Regions from separate parts of the Mus musculus genome. Here region 2 is linked to region 1. The links are chromatin contacts, called in public promoter capture Hi-C maps. All regions are on one chromosome and are shown on one strand. The core of a region is the stretch at or near the end of the contact, and the rest is flanking DNA. Distances in the headings are between cores, read along the strand shown. Region 1 holds the start of 2700046G09Rik (RIKEN cDNA 2700046G09 gene). Region 2 holds the start of Ankrd22 (ankyrin repeat domain 22).

Region 1 (4,411 bases), core at 717-3,216:
TCTCTCAGCTCCCCAGGTCAATAGCATCCTCCACCCCGACTGTTAGCCCGGCAGTCAAAAAGGATCAAGCATTATCCAGAATCCGTTAGATGGACCAGGACACCGGGGCCACCAAAGGAAGACAGTTGGAGTGTGGGTTTAAAATCCGGGCAGAGGCAGCGCTGCTACCACTGATGTGCCCTTGACAAGTCGCCTATGATCACTCAGACCCCTCATTCTCTGGACGAACCGCGTCCAGAGCTACGCAGATGCCCCTGCAGGCCTTACCCTTTAACACCCCCACGCGGTGAGGACACGCGGGGTCTCAGAATAGTCGCGAGCCAGGGGCTGTTACACCGCCTGGGAAGGAAGGGGCTCGCTCCTCCGGGAAGGGGGGTCCCACCTGTTATGCCGTTGGGGGTCATCGAGGGGCCGTGCTGAAGGGAATCCCAAAGCCGCGGACTCTTGGCCCCGCTGCGATCAGGCCAGGAGGTACCAACTGTCACTCTGCCGCCCAGGGTTGTGGGGGTGGGGCTGTGATTTTGGGGGTCCACCCCTAAGCACTACGGGACCTCTGGCTGGCTTCCACCTGGAAAGGTCCTCAGTCCCGGGCTCTCAGGCCCCGCTACCGTCCGCTCGCCTCAATGTGACACCAGGCAGCCTTCCAGCCCGCACGCAGCACCTCGGAAAGGTGCCCACGGACGCCTCCTCCTTCCTCCCCGCCCAAGTTGGCGGGGGAGCCCCGCCGGCGGCCCGCCCCCTCGGAGCCGGGATCGCGGCCGCCAGAGCGCTCCCCCGCGCCCACCCCCACGAGCGGCCGCGGGGGACCGCACGCCAGGTACGCGCGACACCGCGCGGTATGCGCTCACGCCCCCTCGCCCCGGCTGCCCGCCCGCCGTCAACCGAGGTCAGGCCTGGCCCGAGAGACTCGGGTCAGATCCAGCCGCTCGCGACCCGGAGGCCGGCCCTCCACCCCCGCCCCGCGACTCACTTGCACGCGAGTCGTGGCAGCCGCCGGAATTCTTTCCACGCGCCGAGCCCCGCGCCGCGGAACGAAACCGGGGCAGGGCGGCGTGCGGACTCTGCACCCGATCCCGCTCTCCCGTCCGCGTGCCAGGCTCCCGGGACGAGCAGCCCGCCCGAACCGGCTCTCCCTGCTCCCGTCCAGCCGGCAGCCCGCCGCCGCTGCTCCGGCCGCCGCCGAGCTGGCGAGAAGGCTTCTGACTTGGAACCTCGGGCTGCCGAGCATGCCCAGTCCGCGGCGGAGCCGGGTCGGCTTCCCGCGCGACGCCAGTCCGTTCCTCCGGGTGTTCCCGGCGGCCAGGGGGCGGGGACCGCGGACGCTCGACCAGGGACCCAGCTGAGTCCCGCAGGACAGCTGGCCGTGGGGTGTGCTGGGGGTGGGGACGGGGGGGGGGGGGAGTCCTTTTTGTTTCTAGAAACGGGAACTGGAGATGCGGTTCCCTTTCGCCCCCACCACCCCCCAACCACGAGAAGAGAAAGATGGTGGGTTTCATCCTCCGGGATCAGAAGCCCTATTAGGAGCCAGCCCGAGAGTTGTGCGGCAAAAGGCGGCTAGAAGGTTGGGGACACAAACTCAGCCTTGGTGAAACTACCTACGGGGACAGCTGTTGGCGAACTACACTGGCATTTTCTTTCCCACCAAGCCCAAGAGCTGCGACACTTGTGACTCCCTTATGATTGATCATTTAAAATGGATGAACCTCAAACTCTTCGGGACATTTTTCCGAAGCTCTAATCCTTAAAACCACCATCTCCCCCCCCCCCCCCCCCCCAAATCAGGGGTCTGCAGGCTTCCTAAATCGCGCAGCCCCAGGCAGCGTGAAGGCCCAGGAGTTCTCGGGAAGAACCGGGCCCTCCCCCCTAGTCCGTCCGGGCCCCACCTCCCGCCGCCTCTCGGAGCTGCGGCGAAAACCTGGAGAGCGCCGCACCAGGGCCGGAGCACTGCGCATGCCCAATGGCCCCACGGGGTGCGGGTCGCCGGCAGATCTCCAGCTCGGGCAGTGGAACCCGGTACCAGGACGGTGATCTCGCGGCAGAGACAGCAGCCTCCAGTAGCTCCGGCCTTCTGGGCCGACCGCTCGTACCACCGTGGCATGGGTCGCCCGGGACGCGCTACCCTGCAGGGTCTGGTCTGGGGGCGGGGAGGGGGGAACGGCCGTGCCTGCGAGACACGTGACTGTCCGCGGAGCTCCGGGGCAGCCATCTTCAGCTCTCCGGGGCCGTAGACGAAGAAGGGTCCGGGATCCGGGCAGACTCTAGTCCATTTGCCTCCCCACCAGGCACAGGCCCCCGCCCTCACCTGCATGCAGTCCGCCAGTCTACAGCGGGGGTACAGCGAGGGTACTGCGACGCCGGTGACACCGGGAGGACCGGCTGTCTCCAGAGCCAGAACCTAACGGCTAAGAATTGGAGAGCCGCTCTCTTGGAGCTGATGGCTTCTGCTTTTCCCCAGGGGCGGAAGTTGGGAAGAGGAGTTCCCGTTCCTAAGGCGCTGGCATCGCTCCTCCTGCTGCTTCCCTGTTCTGACCCATTCCCGGCGACGGAGGATGAAGGTGGCGAAAGATGTTTGGACAGCCGTCGCTCTCCTCCATGCTTTTCTCCTGCTGCTGGTTAGCTTGGATGGTGATGGTGTCACCTGGGGTCCTGGAATCTCTGGGCCCGCATCCTCATTACCCGAGAATTCGTTAGAACGACACATTCACGACCACACCTAAACCTACAGAATCAGAAACGCCACTAGTGGGGTCGGTCCTGAAACCTGGTTAACAAGCTCCCAAGGTGAATCTGATGGCCGCTTTCCCTAAGCAGTAGAGACCCTTTTTCGTGTATGGTGCTGAAAATTTAGCGTCCTCTGTCCCCAAATACAGTGAAAAATCGGATTTAAAATGTGTCTGCTCCTGTGTGAGCTCTTAAAGGTCTTGTCCTCTCCTGCACCTCCGGCCTCTTCACCTTAGGACACTATGCTATCGCACTTCTCAGGGAGATAAGAAAGGGTGGCCTGACGCATACTGCTTTTAAATGACAACCCACTAACCTGCTCTATTTGAGTGTCAACCAAGAGCAAGGGAGTGGCTGAGATTATAGTAGCCCCGCTGGTTATTTTCATCAGTTTGCACCTAAGAGGGAAAAAAAGGAGGCTTGCTGTCTTGAAGTAAGTACTGGACAGCCGCTGGCTCTTTGCAGTGTTACTTTGCATTTGCTGTAACCAAGGTCAAAGCAAGCGAGCTGCTGCCTGGCAGGTCATGGAATCCAGACTTTAAAATTCTCCCTCCCCACCCCACACACACTTGTTACAAGTGTGTCCCAGGCATTAGAGTTAGTTTAGTTTTTCTTCCCCTCCCCCCTCCCTGTATCTTTGAAATGTTTTTTAGGAAAAAGAAAACATTTTTCTATGAAAGTTTTAGGAGTATTCCTAATACATGAAAAGGGCAGAGTATACAAGTATTTTATACTCCAAATTTCACTCCAATTTCAGAAAGTGGTTCTTAGAAAAGGCACACATAAAATATACATAACAGAGCTTTAAGTAAATATAGGGATGGTAATCTAGAGAGAAATCCTCGCCTTGAAAGTAACTTGAATGGCGTGGTCATAAGAGATGCTTCAGAGTTGGCATACTTTTAAGTCAGTCACTGTACAAAAAATAATAATAATCAAGATGAAATGTTCCTTTTCTAGTCCACTAAACCATGAAGAACCTTAACAGGAGGCTGGAGAGGTAGCTCAGCAGTTACGAGTACTTGCTGGTCTTGAAGAGAACCCTAGTTCAATTCCCAGCACCCCACTTTGCCATTGACAACCATCTGAAACTCTACTTCTTTGGAATCTGATGCCTTCTCTGGCTGCAGAGAACACCAGGCATGCAAGAGTTACACTATATATGCAGGCAGGCATAGCATCATATATGAAGTAATAAATGACTTTAAGAAACAAGAGAATTCTAACACTACTTCTTACCAAATCATAAGAAACATTCATTAAAAATGTTTAGGTTTCTCAAGTACGTGGACTAGTATGGATAATGTTGAAACAGTAAAAATGAGTCATCCCCAAGTCAGTGTCTGCCATGCTAAAAATAATACCAACAAACAAGTACAGAGACATAAACTTCACTCGCCAAAGTGACTACTTCAAAGTTGGTCATTTCTAACGATTAATAATCTAAGAGAAAAACGCACTTCTATCCCATTGACCTGTAAGTGGCAACCACCACTTACTAGAACGTAGTCAAAGCCCACACTATGCTCTAAGGTCAAGGGGCTTCAGTGGGTAGGCAGGGAAATGTGGCTCTGTGGAAGAATCCCGGGCCACACAGCCTGAGCAGCAGGGGCAAGGCTTCACGGCCTCCTCAGACTTTTAAATACATCTGGCCAACCTACAACCTGAGTTGAAGCCAGTGCTGTGAGTG
Region 2 (4,411 bases), core at 1,281-3,780, 1.8 Mb after region 1:
TTTGACCTCCAGGTTTTCTCAGCATCCCTCAGTCCCTACCCGGCATACCCTGCCTCCAACCCTGAACTTTCCAGTCCAGGTACTGGGCTGCCCTTCCCCCATGCACCCCCCCCCCCAGGTTCTTCCTTATATAAGCCAGACATTTTGGTCTCCCTCCTCCTCCTCCTCCTCCTCCTCCTCCTCCTCCTCTCTATCTATGCAGGCATCCTTTCTCTTTCTCTTCCCCCTCAGCCCCCCTCTTCTATGGCGACTCCCTGGCCTCAATCCTTGGGGCCAGTGAACGTGCCCAGAGCAGTTTCCTAATAGTATATTTTAGTCTGACTTGAATTGGCTCATTTCACCAGTGGAGAAATAACCTATCACACACTGTTTGTGATCAATACTAACCTTGAGCTTTGAAGAATTACCTATGGGATCCTTTAGTGGTGTGTGTATAGGGGTGTACTTTTAAGATTTTATAGAAACGTTCATGTTACTATATGTTGTGCCCCAGTCCTAGGTCCCTTGTAGTGAACTAAATGAATCTTTCGTTTAAAAAACAATGCAACAGAATTAAAAAAAAAAAAAAAAAAAAAAAACCTCCAACTTATTTTGTCATTGACATAGCTGAAAAGTTAAATATTGATGTCACTTTGGGAGCAATTATCAGCTCTTCTTGGAAGTACTTAAACGTGCCTAACCTGGCCTAAACTTGCCTTGCTTGACAAATCAACACCAAACTGACATGTAATTGCACTGCTCGGTTCTCTGGTAGTCACAAAAAACTGCAGCTGTCCCCACAACCTAGGCTAACCATAGTACTGTTTAAGGGACCATCCACATATACAGAGAATTAGGGGGCCACAATGCATGATTTTAATCTACACTTAAACAAGATTGGGCTCATCTCCATGCACATAAAAGTCTAAAAAGAAAGCCACCCTGAGCAGGAGTTCTGACTTTCAGGATGGTGGTGAACAGGTTATGGCTGGAATTCTTGTCAAAACTAGTTTTGTGGACCCTACATGAGGTGAGTCAGAACTCTGGAGTGAGTGTCCTAGAGAATTCACTATGAATGATTTTCTCTCCCTGACACTTAGAAAATTTACCAGAGTAGAATGTTAATTCACATTATATCTTTTAACATCCTCATATGTACGTGACTTCTTGGTGAGATCAAAATCACAGAGCAAGATATTCCCAGGACGGTGAAATAAGCAGACAATGCCTTTAGTAAAGGCACTCACACACTTAAGTGCACACAGTCGCAAATTCATGCTTGCACATGTTCATTGGAAGCAGGCACCAAACAACCACCTTTCATGCTAGCAGATCCAAATCAATGAGGCTCCCTTGAGCTTAGAGAATGGAATGCTGATTAGCAAGTTAATTATGTCAGACAAGGAGTAAGTTATGAATAATAATAATGATAATAATAATAATGAGAGGAGAAGAAGAAGAAGAAGAAGAAGAAGGAGAAGGAGAAGGAGAAGGAGAAGGAGAAGGAGAAGGAGAAGGAGAAGGAGAAGAAGGAGAAGAAGAAGAAGAAGAAGAAGAAGAAGAAGAAGAAGAAGAAGAAGAAGAAGAAGAAGAACCACTACCACAACAACATTACTGTGCCTCTGATACTCTTATTCAAACATCACCCTTTGAAACATTGAAAATGTATTTGATTGTAGTAAGCTATGTTCAATGTAGAAAAATGTCCTGACAGCTATCAAGAGGAAATAGTCCAGATATCAAAGCGGTACTTCCTGTCATTGTGTCTATACGGTGATAACCTATATTAATAATTGCCAAAGGTGAACTTCCTTCCACATAATAAGCTTCAAGGTGTTGTTGTAGTCATGGGTTCCATGAAAAGCTTGCCAATCATTTGGCTTTTTAGAAAATCCAATTAGGTATGAGTTTCTCTTGCCCTCGTGTATTTCACTGAGACACAATATAGCTACAGCCCCGTTTTTCGGTATCACCTCTGCAATTAGGATGTCAGAAAATATGTATCCCATCACTCTCAACTTGAGTCTAGCTAAAACTTATTATTTCAGTCTAACTTGTGTTAAGATACCAAAACAAACAAAGCAAAACAAAAAATAAACCCTAAATATCTTAGGATCACAAGAGATCTTTCCTGACTTAATACTCACAAGGAACACTAAATAGAATTGAAAATAAGTCATGATAACAGGGATAGACAATTAATCGTGGAAAAACAAAAGAAATTTTTAGCCCCTTCGGACTCCTATGTTCAGAATTATGACTTACCTCAGAATATAGGATTCCCATCCCGGTCCTTCCTGGATTCGCACCCTCTCTACAATGCAGTAGTGAATCTTCTAGAGGCGTTTCTAATTAATATTAAATTTCTTCCAGGAAAATAAGGTCCCTGGAAGTCCAAGCTGGTGGCGAGCCCTCTCTTTCCACACCTGGGAATGCCTTTTCAGCAGTCTGTGACAGCAACACACCTTGTAGAGAGACAGGCTATGAAGAGAAGGCATTGGCTTACAGGTAATGATCCCAGCTGTATCACTGTTACAGCCAGGGGAACCGGTTTCTGAGTCATGTACCTCTGCCAGTGGAGGCGGCAGTAAAAAAGGAAGCACAGGTGGGGTGCTGGGAGGAGGAACTTCTTAGGCCAGCAGGAAGAGTTCAAAACAGGACTCTGTACTTACGCAATTTCTGAATTGAAATCCAGCATTCAGTGGCCATCATAGTCAGCCAACTCATTAGTGAGAGTCACGGGATCTAGTTAGGTAAATAATCCTTAAAGTCATGGCTAGCAAGTTACACCTTTCCCCCAGACACTTAAAGGGCCCTGTAAGTTAATAAATTAAACTTAACTTAATAGTTTTTTTAATTATTTTAATTGATGTGTGGTAATTATACACATGTATTCAGTATTATATGATAATTCAAAAAGTATTATATATAATGGTCAAGTGAGAGTAATTAGCATTTCTATATGTTTTAATGTCATTCTTCTGAGAACCTTCAAAGTCCTCTCTCATACTTTTTTTATAAGTAAAAAAGATGCAAAGTAGATCACTCTGAGGTGCTGTGGAGCACCAGGCCTGACTCCTGCTATATCTGTTGTGGTACCTGTGACTCAGCCTCCTCCGCTGCCACTAGCACCTTCTGTGCCTGCAGTCATCGCTACTATAATCTCTTATCGTGGTGCTGTAGGGAACAGCTGAAACCCTGCTCAAAGTTCTTTTGTGTTGTGTGACACTTGTTTTATTCAGACCGTGCCTTGCCCTGACAGATTTCAGTTTACAAGCAACATTTGACTCCATTGTGAGAATGGCGGATGACTGTTCATCTTGCTGGACACAGGAGCAACAGCAGCTGTCTGACATGACCTGAGAGGCCCTAACTGAAAAGTAGTTTACTCCTTAAAGGAGGAAAGGCACATTGGTCGCTGTGAACTGGGATCGCAGAAACACATGGGCATATTATGATCATGATCGGAGGAGTAGGTTGGGGACTTAGCAGACACTCCAAACTGAGGAATGGATGCTACACTCTCACCTGGATGGATGGTGATGCCTCAAAGAGCATCCATCTGACCTCCTGCCCTGTTTATGAAGAGACCAATGGAAACAGAACTCTTGATTGTCCCCAGGACATCACCTTAGCTCACTCCTTATTATTGATGCAGACAACAGCAAATTTCTATCCACTCATCTCCCTATCATTAGTGTGGGCCTACTCCTACCTTTTGCTCTCCCGACTCTGTGGCCTAGGTCCCATGTCTCATCTCTGAAGCTCTACTCCAACCCTATAGCCTATATCTACCACCACCACAGGGTCTTCCTGTATAGACTATCTGATGGCAGTTTTCAAACTTCTAACTCATTGAACAGCCTTTTAAACTATCCATAGTCATTCTGTAAACTACATATACACATATCATATATGTGACATATCATGTGTGATCTGAGGATATTAATAATTAAGATTACTCCAATTTGTGCTTGTCACATGGAAAAAAGAACTTTTCACGGATTGCTTCCAGTAAAGCTGTTATACCTTGTGGATTTGTTATATTAGTAATAAAGGATGATATGAAAATATGCAAGGGTGTTCACCTATATTTCTGGCATAATATGCTTATGACACTTGAAAACTGCTAAATTGTTTTAATTACTCCAATAGTGGTTCTAAAATCAATTCCTGTATTATACCTCTAAAATGGAATTGTCAGTTTATCTGATCAAGCATGTTAATACGCCAGATCCCTTAAGTGTGAATAATCGGTCTGTGCTTTGAGTACTACCAAGTTATTCACATTTTCTCTTAGAAGTACTGCTTCAGAGAGCGTCATAATCTCAAGCTGGTAGATATGGTTTTCAGTCATCTGAGAATGTTCAATGGGTTCGTAGTCAGTAGTCAGGAAACCTCTTTGACCCCAGTGATGGCCATTCTGAAGCCT

What was found. Promoter capture Hi-C pulls out the DNA fragments that hold promoters and counts their contacts.
Region 2: a contact with region 1 is called in a promoter capture Hi-C map of pre-B cells, with 3 times the contacts expected there. A contact is called at or near these places in 3 of 39 promoter capture datasets (hippocampal neurons, liver and pre-B cells).

What each region holds. Positions count from the first base shown.
Region 1 is chr19:32,387,250-32,391,660 of GRCm38.p6, forward strand. 2700046G09Rik (RIKEN cDNA 2700046G09 gene) reads left to right here and starts at 1,967. Exons shown (of 2, transcript NR_033198.1): 1 at 1,967-2,127; 2 at 2,456-3,935. Sgms1 (sphingomyelin synthase 1) reads right to left here and starts at 1,263. Exons shown (of 10, transcript NM_144792.5): 1 at 971-1,263.
Region 2 is chr19:34,163,511-34,167,921 of GRCm38.p6, forward strand. It overlaps Ankrd22 (ankyrin repeat domain 22), which reads right to left and starts at 2,531. Exons shown (of 6, transcript NM_024204.6): 1 at 2,245-2,531. The coding sequence starts at 2,265.